2 separate regions of the Mus musculus genome follow, and region 1 is linked to region 2. The links are chromatin contacts, called in public HiChIP or PLAC-seq maps. All regions are on one chromosome and are shown on one strand. The core of a region is the stretch at or near the end of the contact, and the rest is flanking DNA. Distances in the headings are between cores, read along the strand shown.

The links. HiChIP or PLAC-seq counts read pairs in DNA pulled down with a chosen protein or histone mark.
Region 1: an H3K4me3 HiChIP or PLAC-seq map of pro-B cells shows a contact between it and region 2, with 4 times the contacts expected there. The contact joins the enhancer-like site here to the promoter of Slf1 in region 2. A contact is called at or near these places in 4 of 39 promoter capture datasets (cranial neural crest, hippocampal neurons, liver and 1 more), 1 of 484 Hi-C or Micro-C datasets (cortical neurons), 4 of 115 datasets of contacts at active chromatin or transcription factors (bone marrow-derived macrophages, forebrain, large pre-B cells and 1 more) and 2 of 9 other capture datasets (adipose tissue and liver).

The regions. Positions count from the first base shown.
Region 1 is chr13:78,114,657-78,121,910 of GRCm38.p6, forward strand. The region is part of intron 9 of Fam172a (family with sequence similarity 172, member A); the gene reads left to right. It also overlaps the pseudogene Gm18990. Among named protein-coding and RNA genes, the nearest start is that of 3110006O06Rik, 53 kb to the right of the region's middle. Within about 2 kb of position 3,590, at least 3 of the 459 cell types and tissues checked have an H3K27ac peak or open chromatin away from gene starts, as enhancers often do. A contact at or near this core is called in pro-B cells, where this site is marked.
Region 2 is chr13:77,130,805-77,138,027 of GRCm38.p6, forward strand. Slf1 (SMC5-SMC6 complex localization factor 1) reads right to left here and starts at 4,664. Exons shown (of 21, transcript NM_134071.3): 1 at 4,549-4,664. 2210408I21Rik (RIKEN cDNA 2210408I21 gene) reads left to right here and starts at 4,732. Exons shown (of 20, transcript NM_001145676.1): 1 at 4,732-4,826.

The sequences.
Region 1 (7,254 bases), core at 2,340-4,839, 980 kb after region 2:
GGGCCATCATCCTACTCTCACTGGTTTCACCTTTCCTTATCTGGTCTCCCTGACTGCTGCTATATCCTACAAGACTCTCTAGAAATTGGCTCTTCATAGCTTTCTCTGTATATTAAAAAAAAAAAAAACAAACAAACAAACTTGTTTTCCCTCTTCTGCCTAAAGAAGAATTGTAATCCAAATTTGGTCTCTTTTATATCTTATTCCTGCCAGCCTAATAGGTTCTACTAATAAATGTACAGGAGCACAGCTAAGTACAGGGTTTAAAATAAAGATGTCTGACAGCAGGACATGACCTCGTTCCTGTCTACCAATTAAACATAAGACCCTTGTGTTCTATTCCTTCAGTTCATACATATTTATTGAGCATCTCCTATCTTCAGGACCCAATGAAATATATGTGGAATTACAAGCAGGTAAAAAGGAACTTGTGGTGGCTTAGAAAGAAGAGTAAGAAGATTTTAGCATTAAGGAAACAAGAAGTTAGGTGAGGCGGGGGTCGGGGGAGATGCTAGAGAAAAGAGTGAAAACTCCATGCTTAGAATATGGGTCTTTCAGGACCATTATAACTTGCAAACCCCATTGTGTTTTGTACATGGAGAGAGCTCAAGAACTCAATACACATTTATTGGCAAGTATGAACAGGGTAGTGATGATGATAAAGCCTTCAGAATACAAGTTCCAGCTTCTCCTTAGAGCTGTTAACTTTGTTATTTAGCATCTTAGTTTTTTTTTTCATTTTCTAATGAATGAATGCCAGCAAGTCTTTTTAAATTTTTTTCCCATCTGATCAAGACTTAGATAATTTCTGCTTCTTTGGTAGCTAACATCCCACAAACTCAGCTTCATGCTTCAGTGTGAAGATATTATGGTACTGCCAATGGAAACCACTTCACATTTGGGCAACATCATCATGTCTAAATGGCTCAGATTCAAGTTTCAGGATAGATACAGGTTCCTACACATTTGCTGTCAAAAAACCACTTTGTAGGAGCCAAACAGTGGAATTCTTCCAAGTGGTAGGCACTATTAGAAGCACCATTAAAATACTGCAGAATTTGAAAGATGATAGTTGTTTTTTTTTTTTTTAACATAGCATGATCTGTGGTATTTCTATGAAATGTTAATCAGTTCTTGTTTCTGTTGTGGAGCTGAAGGTAATAGAAAGTTCCAACTTTGACTTATCTTAAAGCCTGTCATTTGTAAAGACTATGACGGGATTTAAAGATAACTCAAAGTAGGAACTTGTATAAAAATTTTGTGTTGCTTTATACAAAAGTGAGTGTGTAGAACAATTCAAGTGTTAAAATGCAACTATAAATGCAACTTTAAGAAGACATTGTGGTCAATGTGAACTAACCAGTACCCCCAGAGCTCCCTGGGACTAAACCACCAAACGAAGAAAACACATGGTGGGACTCATGGCTCCAACTGCATATGTAGCAGAGGATGGCCTAGTCGGTCATCAATGAGAGGAGAGGCCCTAGGTCCTGTGAAGATTCTATGCCCCAGTATAGGGGAATGAATGCCAGAGCCAGGAATGGGATTGGGTGGGTTGGGGAGCAGGGGGAGAGGAGAGGGGGTAGAGGATTTTTGGAGGGGAAACTAGGAAAGGGGATAACATTTAAAATGTAAAAAAAAAAATTTAATTAAAAATAAAATTAAAAATAAAATTAAAAAAGAAAGAAAGGAAGGAAGGAAGGAAGGAAGAAAGAAAGAAAGAAAGAAAGAAAGAAAGAAAGAAAGAAAGAAAGAAAGAAAGAAAGAAAGAAAGAAAGAAAGAAAGAAAGAAAAAGACATTGTGGGACTGGAGATATGAGCAGTTAAGAGCATGGATTGCTTCAATTCTCAGCAACCACATGGTGGCTCACAACCATCTGTATTGGGATCTGATGCCCTTTTCTGATGTGTCTGAAGGCAGTGGCAGTCTCATATAAATAAAATAAATCTTTTTTTAAAAAGACATTGTAGTAGGGTGACTGTACCTAGAATCGTCTCTCTATGGCCTTTCCTTTCTATTAAAGTAGAAACTAGTTCAAGATAAAAGTAATTGGCCATCAGCATATAAGAAAACAATCATATTATATCATAAAATTTATCTATGAGTTTTCTTACAGTCAAGACCAAACAAAGAATGGAAATGATGGCTGGCAAGCTTGACCTTGCTTAGAAAGCAAAAGCATGCAAGCTCATATGGAAAGCTATACTGTGTATACTAAATACCAAAAAAGTCACCACATACATGCTGTTTTCTCATAAATAAGTTGTTATTTATTAAATTCTTAGACTGATGTCTCACTCCTCCTAAGACTACAAATGCCTTGAAGTCAGTGATCTCATCTTTTTTGTTAACCTCTTAGCCTCAGCTGTCTAAAGTAAATGTTTCTAGAAGGAAAAAGGAAAGCAAAATTACATAGATTACTCACTATCCAAGAAATAGAAACTAACACAGTGGGAGATGTCTTTCACCAAAGCACTACAAAATAGTCAGCCTCCCTTACATTGTTGGTGTTTTATATCAATGATTAATAAAAGCATACAGTATAATATTGGATTATGTCTAAATTTTAGGATTAAGAGACAAACTACATTGATTCTTATCATAAGTCACTGTATAATGGAAGAACCTAAACAATATGTAATGTATGTACCTTAATCTCAACTCTTCAATGTCTGTTAGTTTTTCTGGTAGGAAATGAATGCATAAGAATAAGGCCTCCAATGAGAGCCTGAAGTAAGCATCTCTTGAGCTTTAAGTAACAAAGATCCTAGAAAAACTGAGAGAACAGTTGCTGTTGCATTAGAAATAATAGAAGCCCAACTTAAAATCCTGAGAAAGGCCATTTACTCTTCACAGAGAGAAAACTTTGCAAAAGTCCTGTCCAGTGTAAAGAATAGCCACTTACCTCACTAAAATATATGAAAATAAGAAGTATTACCTTAAAAACAGTGCCCATGAAAGCAAATTTAGTTGCTGATGTTTTTAATAAGAATTTGGACAAAAAAAAAAAAAAAAAAAAAACTTGCATGTCAAGGAAAAATCAATTGCGACATATCTTCCATAAAGTCAAGTGTTCTAATGGAACTTTCTGCTCATCTCCCTTCTCCCTTGCTAATGTCTGCCCAATGGGCTAACAGGTTGTTCTCGTCAAGTGGACTGTATCTCGGTTTTCTCAGTTCTTGTGCTGCCTCTCACAGAGTGGACACCTATAAAACATCAAGCAAACTGCAGACTGACTATTGGCTGTGCTCACAGAGAGGCTGCACACTCAGGGCTCCTGATATTCTATTCCTCTTATCTGAGATCTGCAGATAGTAAAGTGTTAACTTATCCCTGTATACAATTCTCCATGCTCTCTCAGGCATATGGGAAGCACACTCTTTACAGAGGCTCATCTTCCATAGCTACAGTTCACATGTACTGAAAAACAATGTATGTGAGGCACCTAACCCCTGGTGAGCAGCAAGGACAGCATGGAAAATTAAAAAGATGTAGGTGGCCCTGGAAAAGCTTTATCCATCAAGCATACATCTTGTGGGGTGTTACTAACACCTTGGGGGCTCAGGAAGCAGGTTCTTACCATGTGAGAGACCGTGCAGGCATAAAGCTGCATCCTTACCACACGAGAGACCATGCGGGCGGAAAGCTGCATCCTGCCCAAGCCTCAAAACTCTGCCTGGTTTTGTTGTGAGTAATGTCCATCTGTCATTTGGTTGGACCAAAAGGAAGATGTGAGGTGTTCTCTGTTTGTTTCTTTTTTAAATGCATTAAGTGTGGTGAGATATTAAAGATCAAAATAATATAGCAATACCCTATTTCTTCCTTTTATGACTTTTAAATAAAAAAATAAAAGTAGATAAATCTGAATAGCATATGAATCCATAAAATTATTTCTCGGTAATAGAAATAGTTCTTTTTACTGAGAACCCTATTAAAACAGAAAGTAGCATTAAATCCAGTTTTAACCAAATGTATTCTTTAAGCTTTGTTATCTGTATATCCAAAGGCTTCTCACAGTCATATTTGTATGATGAGGTTGTTGAAGATAAGAGACTTCTAAGTGGGTTAGAGGCAGACATGCCTTAGCTCATCATTTTTACTATTTGGAACCTGACACCTGCATTTTTAAAGCATATATTTATGCTTAGAAAATAAAACATTTGCAGTACTTAGAACATTTATGTTTCTAGTTTTCAGTGAGGTCCAATTGAGCTTCCACTACTTCATATTCACATTCATATTCAGTCAACAAATGCATGTTACATGCTGACTTTGCAAATTCTCACGGGAAGAAGACACAACAGGAGCCATGGCAGAGCCTCTGCCTTAAAGGAGTAGACATTTTAGAAAGAAGAAATGAACAATAAGCATGAGGCAAAATGAAATCTATTACAAAAACTCCCCAACAAATAATTGATATCACATATTAGGAAGTGTGTTGACAAACACTTAGAAAGGCAACGAGATCATGAATAACTAGGACTGGAAAGCTTAGGAAGTGGAGACGTGGTTCTCCTTTGGCTAAGGATATGTATGTGGACTCTCTGCACTTCTCTGTCCATGTTAAGGCTGTGTGCTTTCACTCATGCTGTATCACTGCCTAAGATATTTTATCTAGGAGACGAAAAAGAAACACACTAAGCCACTTAAATTTCTTGTCCCTTCCCTTGTAAATTACCGACCTTCTTTCAAAGATGAAATTTCTCACCTATTCGCCAATACCACTTATAGGCTAAGTGTTCCTTTAGCCATTGGGAGTGAATCAGATGCTGTGCAGAAGAACATCACAAATGTCCACATTATGTGAAATTTAAGGCTACAAAGTCAAAGAACTCCTAGTAAGACAGTGAGAGAGAGAGGTGGATAGGCAGAGCATAAAACTCTGTTTCTGAATTACTGTAACTGTAAAACTCCTGGAAGTTGGTACAAGGTAGTGTGTGTGTGTGTGTGTGTGTGTGTGTGTGTGTAACTATAAATGCTTCCATAAATTGGACTAAACGTATATGGTCAATGCAACTGACAATTTTATGAAAAGAAATAACAATGCATCTAGACTTGAGAATAAAGAACACAAATAGCTCATATATCTGACACTGAAATTTATATTTCCATCGGGATGGTGCTCTAGGATGTATAAAACCCTTTTTCATATATAATTTTATACATTCCCCAAAAATGACATAACATGAATATTATTGTTTCTACTTTGTAAGTGAAGAAATAGAGTCTCAGCAATGTGATTTTCAGAGAATCATAAAGCTAAAAAAAGTTAAAAATTGATATCTTATCCAGGAATTATCTGTGTAAGTCCTGGGCACATTCTACTGCTATAGTTGCCAATGTGTCCTCAAGAGGAGCCACATAGAAACAGAAGCCGTTAGACGACTTGTGATAGGACTGAGGACCCGAAGCTGCGATTGTCATGTGCATGGGGGCGTCATCAGTAGCACCCTTTAACAACAGAAAGCTACCAAAGTATGAACAAGAAAAATGGTTCCCGGATTCAGTCAGAAACATAATAAATGATTTTTATAAAGAATGTTTCTAAACATAGGAGTTGTATTCATAAAAGTTGCACAGGTGTTAAAGAAAGCTTTGATAAAGGAAAATGGAGTTTGTGTGCTGATCATACTCAAATGTTTTATAAACAAGGGAGCATTAAAAATTAATGTTGTTTTATAGTTGATAGGAACAGGGAAGGTACTGTAAAGTGACTCTAGACACTAGTAACAAACAGTAATTTCAGCAGGGTTTAGGAAGGATCTTGAGAGACTTTAGCATAGAGAAATATAAACCTATTTAATTCTTAAAATGTAAAAACTACATTTTAAAATTTAGTAGTCATGCCATTAGTTTTGGAGAATAGGGACTTTCAAAAGAAATGAAAGTAATGCCATCAACATGGAAATATGTGTCTTTAATATGATGCACCATTACTATGGTTCTAAAGTAGAAAGAGCACTCTGGGGCTGAAGTTTCTGTGAGTAGTAGAGCTGTGCTTAATATAGACAGAACCCTGGGCTCAATCCCTAATTCTTTTAAAAAATTCTGTCACTCGATAACATCATTAAAATGTACGTCAAAGTAAGGAAGACATTTCCTATTAAATTATTTCTCTGCCCTTACCCCAGTGGTCCTTTCTGTCTTCCTGTTCACTATTGGTACTCCTGATTCAACATATGAAGACCTTATAGCCAGGATCCACATGTACAAGGAACTGTGCAGAATCTGTCCATCGGGGCCTTGGTTACCTCACTCACAGCTTAGTTCTTATCCAGCCCTATCTTTTACCTGCAAATGTCATAATTCCACATTTCCTTAAAACTAAATAAAAGGAAGACTTCCTCTCTCTCAGTGACAGAGCCTCTTGGTTCCGTCTACATTTTGAGCCTGGGCAGGTAAATTTAACACAATGGATTTCTCCAAGCTACCCAAAATCCATGATGAAGATAAAGAAAGCACATTTAGTTCTGTGCATGGAGACTCAGGGCCTATGATTACAGCCTGTGACATGGCAAGTGCTACTATGTATGAGCTGGTGATAGTGGGGCACAGCAAGCTGGTTGGAGAGATTATTCAATTGGAAGGTGACATGGCCACCATTTAGGTGTATGAAGAAACTTCTGGTGTCTCTGTTGGAGACCCTGTACTCTGCACTGGTAAAGCTCTCTCAGTAGAGCTGAGTCCTGGCATTATGGGAACCATTTTGTCAATGAGAACTCACTCATCAAACACAAAATCATGTTACCCCCATGTAACAGAGGAAGCGTGACTTACATCGCACCGCCTGAGAATTATGATGCATCTGATGTCATCCTGGAGCTTAAATTTGAAGGTGTGAAGGAGAAGTTCAGCATGGTCCAAGTATGGCCTTTTCAGTGACAGGTGCAGCCTGTCACTGAAAAGCTACCTGCCAATCATCCCTTGCTTACTGGCCAGAGAGTTCTCAATGCCCTTTGTCCGTGTGTTCAGGAAGGAACTACTGCTATTCCAGGTGCTTTTGACTGTGAAAAGACTGATTTCCCACTCTCTATCCAAGTCTACATCAGATTCAGTGAAAGAGGAAATGAGATGTCAAAAGTTCTCCAGGCCTTCCCTGAGCTCACCATGGAAGTTGATGGCAGTCAACCATGCAGAGGACAGTGCAGGTAGCCAATACCTCCAATATGCCTGTGGCTGTAAGAGAAGCCTCCATTTACACTGGAATTACACTATCAAAATATTTCTGTGACATGGGCTACCACATCAGTATG
Region 2 (7,223 bases), core at 3,414-5,913:
TCTCTCTCTCTCTCTCTCTCTCTGTGTATGTATTTGTAAATGTATGCATGTACCTATATCAATAAGCAAGGCAATCGAAGTAGGATTAAGTTTTATGTAGGTGGTATGTTCTGAAGTATGGAGGACTGAGAGCTTACTTCTAAAGATCTTTGAATATAGGAAAGAACAAACAATCCATAACACAGTTAATACTAGTGGCATTTCTAGAAAGATTCCATATCTTCCTAGCTGAGGTGGGGGTAAGAGAATGAGAGATATGAACCTTCAAGCACCAACACAGATGACAACATCACATAAAAGAGGAGAAAAGAGACCATTAGTTTTTAGCAACTACATGTTTATCTTTATAGTAATTTACATCACTACATTTATAATTATAAAAAAGTTCTTTGTAGTAATTTAAAAACTTCCTACGAATAATTCTTTAAAATGTACTTACCCTGAATCATACAAAACACAAAACTAAGAAGGCAGTGATTGTGAAAAGAGCTGCCCTTTATACATAGCAAGCAACTGTCACTGTGGTGTGGACTTTCTTAAAATATCTCTCACCACGGCCTATCCTTGATGCCTGAAATTCTTTGACAGTTGGTGTCAGCCAGAAGCACCAGGAAACTACAGTTCTCATTACTGTGATCATGTATATTCTATCCTAAGTTTTTAAATAGAACATTTGAATTCTTTACAATATGCCAGTACTGGCACATGTTTGAAGAATGGAATTACAATATGTTAAAAAGGAAATTTAGAAAGAAAAGTATAGACAATCAAGCATGGTGGAGTATAGCTTTAATCCCAGCACTTAGGAGGCAGAGGCAGGTGGATCTCTGATTCAAGCCAGCTTGGTTGGTCTACACTGTGAGTTCCAGGCCAACAACAGCTACAGTGAGACCCTGACTCAAAAACAAAGAAACAACTACAACAAAAAAGAAAAAAACAAACAAACAAAACCCAAAACAACAATAACAAAGGTAAAAAAATAAAGCAAAGGCTTCCGGTTGGGTTGAGGCAGAACAATGACTACAAGACAGAGGTCAGCATAGACAGAGTGAAACCCTATGGGACAGGATAGGCAAACAGGGTAGGTGAGAGGGTAGGATCAACAGTTGGCTAAACAAATTGCTTCAGAAAGAAGTCATTGTGCCTAACAAAGTCCTTGGAACAAGTGAGGGTAAATCTTTCCTATTCTGCATTATAATGTTTTATAACCACTCATATGTATATATATGTGTTTTAGTTCTTATACATATATAAGAACTAAATTTTTACTTTTAAAATTATCTTTACCAATATTTGTTTTTTAATTTCAACAAACACTGAGTATAGAACATTTCAAAAGTACTACGAGTATATAGCAATTTAAATCATCTCTAATTTTTTTACATTATAAAACTGATGTATTAGTTTTGTGTGTGTATGAAAAACAAGCATATAACAAAATGTGGGCATGTATTTAAATTTTTTATTAATTTTGGATTTTTGATTATTTTTCCATTGTTTTAAAACCGCATGTTAAAAATTAGCAGTCTCTTTGTTTTCATTATAATAGGATAATATTTTGATTTAAGACCATCTTTTACTGGAGATTATTTGAACAGACTTTTACAAAATATATACAAGTCTCCAGGACGGTTAATTTCACAGCTTTGAATTCACAATTTGAGAGATTTAACTGAAAAATTAAATTTAAACTTAAAATTACAATGAAATTGAGTATGGCCAAAGCTCTGGATTTCTGTTTTACAATACTGCTACAATACATACACTACAATAGCATACACTCCTATACTATGTGAGTTATATTCTGCTGGCTCTGAATTGTGTAATTACAGGTGGAGTGTTGGAATCCTGGCCTACGAAATAGACCTTTGGTCTAATATATCAAGCCTTTGGAATTTGTTTTAAAAAATGTTGTTAGTGGCTCAGCAGGTAAAGGCTCTTGCCACCAAGCCTAAAGACCTGATTTGATCCCAATACACAGATGGAACATATATATACACAGGCACACACAAAATAAACATAAAAAGAAGCCATCTTACTTCCTGTCCCACCTTCCCATAATGTGACCTTATTTAACTGAGGTCTGGAGGGACTGAGAATGGAGCTCAAAGCTACTGTGTCTACATAGCATCTGCAAGACCCTAGGCTCAATCTACAAGCAACATACAAAACACAAATCTAAACAAAAAACCCTAAGTCCCTAGTGATGAGATTTCTGAAATATTCTTGAATATTAAAAAGAAATGGTCATTAATTCCTTTAATGAAGAATTTGGAAACAGAGAATTAACAAAATGTGTAAGAAAGAAAAAATAGGAGACTGAAGAACAATGTAGAGACATTCCTATCTCTCCAACACTATACATGGTGCTGGCTGGACTAAAACTTTGAATTTGGGATTAAAGTAGTCCTTAAGAAGCAAACTGTAAGAAAAGCACAAGTCTAAGATTAATTAAAATGATTGATTTAATTCTTATTAAGAACCAAGTGTGTTCTACAAGTCTAAAAACTTCATATATTTATCCAGTATATCTACCTAAATGTAGATGAGAATACAAGATACTGGTAAGAATGCTGGAAATTACACCTAATTTAACCTAGATAAGGAAATAAATACTGAGTCAATCCCTAGTACCAAGGGCAGAGAAAAAAAAAAAAAAAAACCTACCTTGAGGATTTAAATCTTTGGATAGACAGTGAAACCAAGATTTAAGTCTGTTACTGTGGAAAGGCTATGCCTTTTCTACAATGCCAATCTGGCTTAAATTTTAGACTTAATCTACCTCTCTTAAACAATCTTATGAGGCAATTTTACAAAGCAATCTAATTTCTATCAGTATAGCAGGAAGGTAATACTACATGAAAAAAGAATCTACTACGTGGGATAGGAGACATTTAGAACAACAAAATGAAGAAATTAAACAATTATTAATCATTTTCAAAAACATAATTCCAATATCTAAAATATTCACATATTTCCTGGAATATTCTAAAGAGTTTTATTACTTTCCTATTGATAAAAGTTTCTATTTTTCTCTCTCAAAACAGATTTGGATCAATTATTGAAAATTTTCATGCATATTATTAAAATAATATATTTTAAATTTCAAAATAATCTTGTTGGAATCGCTTAAAAAGAACAGGTGATGTTCGACTTAAGTTCTGAAAGTATTCAGTCTCCTTTAGCCTTATGATTTTAACCTATGGAGAACTGAATTTATTCTTTACCTGGTTTTTAAAACAGTGGAAATTTGTAGAATAATACAGCCAAGAAACAAACTGAAAATACTATTTAATTAGTAAGCCTATACTATTGGTTTCCTAAAAATCAAAGAGGCAGCCATGGAAATTGTGAATGCATGGAATGGAATTTTAACTGCTCTTTATTTTGATTATGAAAAGGAATTACAACAGACTACTGTTTCATACACCAACATGATCTAAGCTTTCTGCTTTACAAAAGCAAAAATATTCTAAATCATATCATTGATTTTCACCCAAGTCAATGAAGCATGAGAAAAATCTCGACTAAGAAAACAGGTCTAACTGAAGTTTAGTTGCTTATTGAAGACTGTCTCACATTAAGATATATCTAAACATTTGAGTGTTTCAACATCCTAGGTCGTGAAATTCTTAATGTTACCTTACAAATAATCAAATTTCTTCTCACACAAATCTACCCAAATGATCAAGCTATGTTTTGAACACCTAGAATAAACAAGAATCATTCCATTCACAGCAACAGCTTGAAAACCAATATAAGACCTGGGTCGTGATTGAATTCAAGTCATTTCCAATGTTTCAAAGGAATTTTTTCTCTTATTTATTTATCTATTTTCCTCTGTAGAGGATAGTCATTTTTCACAAAAGAGCTTGGGGAATTGAAAATCAATTTCGATCAACCACAGGTCCCAAATCCCGATTTGGAGTATTAAGGTAAATGAGTATCAATTTAGCCAGACCTTGAAAACGCAATACATTTCTGTCACTTAGAGTTGTCCTGGTGCTCAGGAACCCCAGGAACACAAACCCTTCCTTTAGGAGAGGTGCTCGCGCGCTGCTGTTCAAAGCCTACAATACCGCTGAGATAAAAAGCTCATTTTCATTTCGGTGTGAAAAACAATTCTACTCGAGAGAAAGAATGTCTCGTTTTTCATCTTAATGAAAGGCAGGCCCTGGGAATCCCTGCCACCTTCATGGAAGCTAAGGTTTGTAGGCATCCAAGAACTGGCACGGGGTGAGGCGTCCTAGGCGGTTCTATGGAAACGGGAGACGCGAGCGGCCTAGCGCCCGGAGCCCCGGCAGCGGGCAGCGGCCTGGGCGCGCTGCGGGGCTCGCCAGGGACCTGTCTGCCCAGAAGGGCCGGGCAGGCCGAGATCGGAGGGCCCGGCCATCGGCACGGGCGCGGGCCCCGAGTTCACCTTGAAGGAACCAAGGCTGTGAAAGCACGAGCGCCAAGCGCCTCCGCGGCCCAGAGAGGACGGCCGGGAAGTCAGAGGCGCTGCCTGAGAACGCGGTAAATGGCGTCTTCCGAGCTGAGGCGCTTTACCTTCCCGGCCGAAGCTTCTGGGCTGGTTTCGTCTTGCGAAGCTGCCGGTGGTGGCGGTAGGGGCGACGACTACCACCGTAGGACTCCCTGCTCCAATAAACTAGGTTCTAGGAAACAATTTCCCGCCGCGCGCTCGGCGTTCCCGGAAGCAGTTTACCAGTTCCGGGTGGTTGTCAGTGACGCTCTCGAGCGGTCGCCAGGGCTGCCTGAGATGCCGACTATTTGGTTCTGGCCAGCGCGTCAGGCCCTTGCAGGATCAGCGCCATAGACGGAGATTGGTAAGTGACTTTTCCCTCTCTTCCCGGTGTTTTCGGCCTGCCAGCTACCTGCCGAATGTGGATAGGACCGAGAAGTGAGCAGACAGAAGTTGGCCCCCTAAATCCCCATCCTTTCCTCTGGTGCCTGATCCTCCTTGAGGCTGGAGAAGGCCCTGGGATCCGGCTCACTGTCTTCATTCGCTTGACTTACCTCCAACGTGGAAGTCGATCTTAGCCGAAGACAACTGGTTCTGTGCAGTGTTTCTACCCTGTCTATTCGCAGGGTTTGGTCTCCCTGTTTCTTGAAAGTTACATTATGTACCCTTTACTGAATACTGTTAAAATAGTTGGGGGTTCACTTGGGAGGGCAAGCAGGCAGCTGAAGACGGCGGCTTTTGCATGCATTCAGAATGGGACATTCCTGATTTTCAATTAATTGAACTTTTCTCCTTCAGTTTTAATTAAAAATGGCTTCTGTTTTTGTTTTTTTTGTTTTTTGTTTTTTTTCTGCTATGCATTACTGAGACGCTATCATTCCTATAACGGTATGCATCAGCTTTAGATACACGTTTTATGTTGTGGAAATCATTGATTAGAATCAGGTACACTTTCAGTAAGGAATGTTCTGACTTTACTATGAACTCACTGCGAATAGTTCAGGATAATTTTGGGTGGGGATTTGGAGTTACCCAGAGGAGTTGTAAAGAGAAATTGCTTTTGACAAATGTCTAGTTCGAGGAAAGATGCTCATTTATTCAAAGACGCAAAAAGTGTTACTCTTTCTTGACCAATGCAGTTTCCTCGGGGGAGTTCACTCATCCTCTTATTATTTGTTGATCACCTTTTCCCATTTCTCCAAATCAGTCAATCTCAAAAGACGTCTAGAGTGTACCATAAATTAAAATATAATATTAGGACTAGAGAGATGGTACACTGATTAAGAGCTCTCTGCTCTTCCAGAGGTCACTAATTCAATTCCCAGCACCCACATGGCAGCTCACAACTATCTGTAACTCTAGTAACATGAGATTCAGTGACCTCTTCGGGTGTGCAGGTATACATGCAGATGAAACACCATGTACATAAAATATATGCATAAACAAATCTTTTTAAAAAGAAAAATGTCATATATTCAATTAAAGGGACCTGAAGCATCAGACAAGCGCCCCTTTGCCTTTTGAGAGTAAAACTATATTTAGAAAAGCATGTTGATCTTTTTAACTGCCTGTTTGATTAATCACTGAACTTTTATAGTTTCTGAATGATGCAAATATTGTCACCTTATGATTTTTTTAACTTATATCTTAAACAGTTATAAATACTTTCAGGGAGATTTTATGTTCGTCACGCATAGCAACTAGCTTTAAAAAAAAAAGCACTGTTCTTATTTGTGCCTTGGATTCATATAGCACTTCATGAATGCTCACAGGTGTCTCTGCCTTCTGCCTAGCAGTTTATATTCACTATTTAATGTTTACAAAAGAAAAATCCTGTCTCTTTGCATACATTTTATAGTGCAACTGAGAGGTCGTAACATATACGTATAAAATTGTCATGACTGAGATTCCAGTCTTCCTGATTCTGGAACTTAGCTCTTTACTGTATTTACCTATCATGGTGACATGTGATTGTAATTCCAGTGTTTGGGAAATGGGACATTGGGAGTTCTTTTTTTCTTTTTTACACTCCATATTTTATTCCTCCCTTGCCCAATCCACCCTCCGACTGTTCCACATCTCATATCTCCTCTCCACCCCCTGTCTCCTCGTGGATGCCTCCAGCCCCCACCCCACCTGACCCCTAAACTCCCTGGGGCCTCCAGTCTCAGGAGGGTTAGGTGTATCATCTCTAAATGATCACATACTCGGAAGTCCTCTACTGTATGTGTGTTGGGGGTCTCATATCAGCTGGTGTATGCTGTCTGTTTGGTGGTTCAGTGTTTTGAGAGATCTCAGGGGTCCAGGTTAATTGAGACTGCTGGTCCTCCTGCAGGATCGCCTTTCTCAGCTTTCAGCCTTCCCTAATTCAAAAACAGGGTTCAGCTGCTTCTATCCATTTGTTGGGTACAAATATCTGCATCTGACTCTTTCAGCTGCTTGTTGGATCTTTCAGGGGTCTGTCATGATAGGTCCCTTTTTAAGAGTACTCCATATCCTCAGTAATAGTGTCAGGCCTTGGGACCTCCCCTTGAGCTGGATCCCACTTTGGGCCTGTTGCTGGATCTTCATTTCCTCAGGCTCCTCTCCATTTCCATCCCTGTAATTCTTTCAAACAGGAACAATTATGGATCAGAGTAGTGACTGTGGGATGGCAACCCAATACCTAACTTGATGACCTGTCTTCCTGATGGAGGTGGGCTTTCTAAGTTCCCTCTCCCTACTGTCTGGCATTTTATCCCTTTGAGTCCTGAGAGTCTCT